2 separate regions of the Manis pentadactyla genome follow, and region 1 is linked to region 2. Evidence: chromatin contacts called from public Hi-C data. All regions are on one chromosome and are shown on one strand. Each heading gives the region's core, a stretch centred on a gene start, on an enhancer-like site or on the middle of the called end of the contact. The rest is flanking DNA. Distances are from core to core; before and after follow the strand shown. Region 1 holds the start of CCDC83 (coiled-coil domain containing 83). Region 2 holds the start of LOC118923329 (proteasome subunit alpha type-3-like).

Region 1 (3,122 bases), core at 458-2,957, 290 kb after region 2:
GTAGAGGCTAGCCCCCATGCCGTGCAGATACAAGCAGGCACGAGATGCCAGGTGACCCTGGCTTCAGGAACTGGCAAGGGAGATTTCCCTATGCCAAGAAGTTCACCAAGCTCCTGCTCCCTCTCTGCACTTTCCTGCCCTCAGCTGCCTACAAGGCCACTGCCATTCATTACTACTCTTGCTCTAATGAATTTCTTCTTTACCTACACTCTTCCTACCTGCTTGAAAATTCTTCCTTGTTCAGAGTCAAGAAACCTCCTCCATCCAGGTTGAAGTTTCACCTGGAGCACAGGGAGAGACCTGCCAGATGCAGCTGCCAGGCAACACTCTGACTGCATCAAGTCCGTTAGTTATACCATTACACAGCATCCTACACTTTTCTTTGATAGCACCTTAATTATAGCTATGTCATTTTTTTTAAAAAGCTTCAATCAGTTGTTTAACATCTGTCTCCCATGCTTCATTGGGGCAGGGACCATGTGGTGCTTTGCTGTACAGTTGTCTTCCAGGACCCAGTACTTACCTTGTAAACATTCAAGTAGATATTCAGTAAGTACATGAATGAAGTACACTTTTATTTGGGAAAAGACTGACATGTATTCATTCACTCACTAAGGATTACACACAACTCCTACCCACACTGAAAGTTGAGGTTCAAAAGCTCTCTAGGGGCTTACTATCCATTAGTTGGATAAAACAAAAATATAGGTGTTACATCTAGTTTGTCTCTAGCTCCTGAGAATGAGACATTAAGAAATATTATTATTATTGAAAATAATTCTAAATCATTTGGATTTGATCTGTAGCCATTTGGGATAATGCCAATTGGAATGTCTAGAACGGGAAGAAATTTAAACAAATTTCCTCTTTTCCTTTTCTATAAATGTATGCTAACTCTTCTATGTTGTATTTTAAGAGGTAAGCTAGCAAGCTGTTGGGTATATATGGAAGAGTGGCCAGTAATACAGTGGGAGGAGAGAGAGAGCCAAAACTACTTAGAATGCTGTTTTATAGCTACTACTTGGACTATTTATAGTTAAAAAGTTTCCAAAAACTTTAAAAAAATCTGAACATAGCCCAAGAGTGCATTATATCTCCTACCTACCTCCAATCCAGTTCCCCTGACAGTTTTGAGTGCCCGATTTTCCATCTGGGGTTATATGAGTCTAACAACAATTGCCATTTACATCTGGGAAACTTTGGATTTCATAAACTAAGCTTACTGATAGTCTAGAAGTGCTTCATTGGTAGGCAATTTGACTTCTTTGCGTGGCTCATCTTGAATGTCCTTTTTATTTGTTTTCGCCGTGTTTTGCATTGTGTTGCTTAGCTAGTAAGAAATATACCTGTTTAGAAAAGAGACATAGGAAAAGTAAATAAATTCTGTCTGCCCCTCTACTTGTATTAATTCAAGATAAGTTACTGCAGGACTCAATTTAAAACTGGCTTGTCCATCCAGACTGCTTCCGTCTCTCCAGACCTAACGTCCACAATTCTGGGACTTCACGAATGGAAGGGAGTCTTGGGTCTGGTGAGTTACATGTTGAGCCCAGGCACAGCATTCCCCAACCTGAAACTTTCTAACTTATTCACTCCCTTATGTTATTCATCTACATCTGTTGCCCCATCAAGCCGCTTTAAGAGCAAAGACGAATTTCTTCAGTCATTTGTTTCTCCATAGTATTTGGCCAGGGTGCACTGCATATAGAAGCAGCTCAATAAATGTCTCTTAATTTTTTTTAATTAGGCAAAACGAAAGCATCACTTACTATGAGCATCAAGAAACTAGGATCCAAAAGTATTAGGTTTGGCCAGAGTTGCTTTAAAAAGCAAATAAAAGTACATATTAAAGTGTTTTTTAAATGATTAAGAGGTTTACAAATGCAAAATAATAATAATGATGAATTATTAGCTGTAACTGTTTACCAACTATGAATTACTTTTGTATCTAATAATAAAAAATTATCAAAATATTTTTTAAGAAGGAAAATCAGGCCCACTTTTCACAGACTTTTATAGTAAGCAGGAGTACTTCATGGATTTGGTATGGACAACTAAATATTTCTCAGGTTATAGTCTTCCTTAATAGATTTTTATCTTTTAAGTTCTCATTCATCTAAAAAAAAAATCTCTAATCTGGGGACTTTTATGTAGGCAATGTTTTAGTAGTTGAGTACAGTAGAAAGAACATAACCTTTGTAATTATTTGTTTAAATGGTTAGAAACTCCATTTGGGGATATAATTCTAGTATTTCCCCACCTACAAAATTAATGCACAATAAATGCTTGTCAAATTAATAAATGGATAGATGAATTAGGCAGTTGTGTTTTAATCCTAGATGCACCACCTGTTTTTTATGTGACCATGTGTAGGTTATTTAATCTTTCTGAGCTTCAGTTTCATCATTGGTAAAGTGAGAACAAAAATCTTATTCTAGAAGCTGTTGTAAGGGCTAAATAAGTTAATGTTTAAGGTAGTGTCTGATATATAGAAGGAGCTTAATAAGTATTATGCCCCTTTAGTTAAAGTTCCAATCATGCTTCTTCAAATTCCAGGTAACTGTAAAGCAGAGGATGTCTATCTGCTGCCAAGTACAATGATATGTGTAAAGTAATCCATGCAGTTTGCACCCCTGATTTGAGTCACTGAATTGGCAATCTACATAGATCTTTAAGATGACTGTGGAAAATCTCTCTGAAATGAAAACAGTTTTCCTGTGAATAAACTGCTCACACACAGACCTCCAAAGAGGCTTAGTCTTTGTGTTTGAAACATTTCTTTACCAACCAAATATGTTTATAGTCTAATGAGGATATGTGAACACAAATATATTACAATACTTTCCAACTAAAAAGCCCACAGGTGACACAACAAAACTATTTAATACCTTAAGATAGGGTAATGTATTAAGTAGCATCTTCCCAGATATTGAAGTATTGAGACTTTCCATAACCTACGTACCAAAATGTGTCATTATACCATCACAGTTCACAGAAACTTGTCAGTTAAAAAAAAAATTGCTTTTGTTTCAGATGCAAAGTTGAATTGTCATATTATTTTGTTTTACAATTAGAATTTTTAACCTATTGCACAGAAAGATGGCATGCTGACCAGTGTTACA
Region 2 (3,100 bases), core at 162-2,661:
TTTTCTTATTTAACAATATTTTGGTCTCATCACAAAATTCATAAACGACAAATGCAAAATATTTGAAACACAAAACACAATGTAAAACAAAATTTATCCATAATTCTACCAAAGATAAGCATTATCAACATCTTGATGTAGGAACTCTCATTGTTTCTTTCTATATATGTACTTACTTTAAAACAAAAATCACCATAACAGTCTGTTTTGTAGCTTTATTTTCCTTTTACTAATCTATCTGTGGCAATCTTTAAATGTCAACAAATGATTTACATCAAAATTTTTTCTTTGTATGTAATTTTTTATTATACAAATACTATCTGTGCAGTGTTGTGAGCTTAGAAAATGGAGAAAAATTGTACAGAAGGAAATAAGTCATTTAGAATCCTATCACCCAGGGGTTAATTTAGTCCATATCTTTTTTTTTTTTTTTTTTTGTAGCAAGACAAAAATTTATTGAAAATTGGTCAGTGGTATGTCATAATCCACAGAGCTAAACAGTTACACGGGACTGTATTAGAAATTTAAAATTAATGCTGAAGTGTATGTTACATGTTACCGTCATCTGATTCATCTTCTTCCTTCAAGGATTCCTTGGCATATTTCTCTGCTTCTTCCCTGATATCCTTTGGAACAATTTCATGTCTTCCTTTAGTTATTTCACCAACCCAGCTGAGCTCTAGTTCAAAAGCTTTATCCTTAACTTCATCATGTACTATGTAAATTATTTTTGCAACTTCTTTAACAACATCACGGCAGGTCATTTCTTTCATCTGAAGCTTTTCTATTTCTGTCTTTGCAGCTTGCCTGGCTTTGCCAATGGCACAGCCCCAATAACCATACGAAACTCCTGATGGGTCAATCATGTAGAGTTGTGCACTGTCATTCACACTGTAAGACCCTAACATGAAACTGCAGCCAAAAGGTCTAACAGCACTGTAGAGTGTATATGCATGAACGTACATGGCCACTCTGTCTGCAAGATGTTTTAGTGGAATGTTATAGCCAACGTTAGATCTAAAGTTGGAAGCTTCTTCTCTTGCAATGTCTGCTAAAGATCGAGCATCTGCCAACAAACCTGCTACTGCCATTCCAACATGCTGATCAACATTAAAAAGTCGTTTGTTGGAACCTTCTTCATAAAGCTTAGAAAGGACTAATTTTTCTACCCCAAAGACAACACCATCTTTACATCTGATTCCAATAGCTGTACTACTATTTTCCACAGCCTTCATAGCATATTCAACTTGAAAAACTCTTCCATCAGGAGAGAATGTAGAGGCTGACAGGTCATACCCGGTGCCGATAGAACTCATGGCGCAAAAATCAGCGGGAGTCGTAAGGTTGCCAGGCCTAAAGCACACCCCTTACCCCTCAGCATGCACACTAGTAATGGGCTCTTTCATTGGCTGCTCTTGTAACCAATAGCCTTCTTCTCTGCATATATCTTGGCAGTCTGTTTTTTAAAGTTCCATAAGTAATAAGTAAATGTATTGTCACCATAAAATTTCAAATAATACAGAAGCATTTTAGTGTTTTTTCTTTGCATGTAATAAATGAAAATTGTTTTGTTGTTTCTTTGAGAAAATTTTTATTTTTCATTCATACATATTTTTAAATTAAATACAGAACAGTATAATTAAAATTAAGTAAATAAAATTATAAGTAAAATTAAATATAGGAAAGTATAAAGAAGGGATAAATTGCAAGCCTGAAATCAAGGTGTTTGCAGGACCACTCTCCCTGTGGGACAGGGCTCTGCAGGAGAATCTGTTGCTTGCCTTTTCTAGCTTCTGATGGCTTCCCACATTCCCGGGTTTGTGGCATAATCACTGTTATCTTCAAGGCTAGCGTCTTCAATTCTCTCTATTCCATCTCCACAATGCTTTCTCATGTGTCAAATCTCCTGCTTCTCTCTTATGAGGACACTTATGATTGCAAAGGACCCACCCAGATAATCCAGGACAATTTCCCCATCTCAAGATCCTTAATTTAATCACTTCTGCAAAGACTTTTTTTCTAATTAAGGCAACATTTGCAGGCTCCAGGGATATCTTTGGGTGGCCATGCCTGTTACAGCTGCCGTCATTAGGCGGGGATGGAAGGTTCATGAACCAATAGGAGGAAAGGATGGGGGACACTATCCAAGAGCATCAACCCTAATGTCAGTTCCATTTCCTGGGAAAAAAAAGAACACCTGCTAGCCAGTACACTGGATCAGGGAGAAGAAAAAGACAACTGCATCAAGGGAACTGAAGTACAGATTTTAAACTTCCTGTCAGTGAAGAGTTTGGGTGCTCTGCATGAAGGCTGTGGGTTTCAAAAATTCTAAGTTGCTGAATGCTTGACGAAGTTGTGCCTGAGATGGCAGACATAGAAAGGGAGCCCACCGCTGAGGTGCAAGGCCAGAACCAGAGGTACAGATGGGTCAAAGGACATTGGTGGGGGCTGTAGAATGAAGCCTCCGCAGAAAGACCCCTGATCTCATCCACAGCTGTGAGCAACGTGGAGGGCATTTAACAGATGGGACTTTGGCGGCACGGGGAATTTTCAGCGTTCAGCACGGGGAATGTTAGTTATTCATTAAATCCTCCAATTAAGCTCTTTGATAACCTTGTTTTAAGAGGCCTCATAAGGCCAGACCTGACTGCTTCTTCATGTGTTTTTCTCAGGAGTGTGGGAGGGAGGGAAGCAATAGGGGTGATCATCTTTCATAGGTGACTGGTGATGAGGGGACTTTACAGGAAGAGTATGCCAAACATGACTGTCCCATGCATACACCCTTCTGAAGGCTGAGTCTGTCATCCTGACTAATTTGGGGGCTGATGGGGATGGTCTATTTTCCTCTGACAGTGACAGAGCATTTGGAGAGTTTGAGCAGATGACTGTGAAGTGGTGGATGTGGGTGGGGACAGTTGCTTCACCCACCTTTCCCACCAAGAGCAACCGTAGTGGAAGATCAAGGTCTTTGCTCAGAGGTCTTCAGAAATGACTGGGCTGGATTTCCCCAGCCACATACAGGAGGAGCCTCAAGTAAGAGGGAAGGGGAACCACTGCGGGGGACACTGAGGCTTTTGCCCAGGACTTGCCCCTGCACTGG

Evidence for each region. A called contact is a pair of places that touch in the nucleus more often than the background predicts.
Region 1: a contact with region 2 is called in a Hi-C map of blood, with 2.6 times the contacts expected there. The contact joins the promoter of CCDC83 here to the promoter of LOC118923329 in region 2. A contact is called at or near these places in 2 of 3 Hi-C or Micro-C datasets (blood and skin fibroblasts).

Annotation. Positions count from the first base shown.
Region 1 is chr9:29,843,941-29,847,062 of mManPen7.hap1, forward strand. CCDC83 (coiled-coil domain containing 83) reads right to left here and starts at 1,708. Exons shown (of 10, transcript XM_057507164.1): 1 at 1,224-1,708. The coding sequence starts at 1,318.
Region 2 is chr9:29,555,211-29,558,310 of mManPen7.hap1, forward strand. It overlaps LOC118923329 (proteasome subunit alpha type-3-like), which reads right to left and starts at 1,412. Exons shown (of 1, transcript XM_036906987.2): 1 at 419-1,412. The coding sequence starts at 1,316. The coding sequence ends at 549.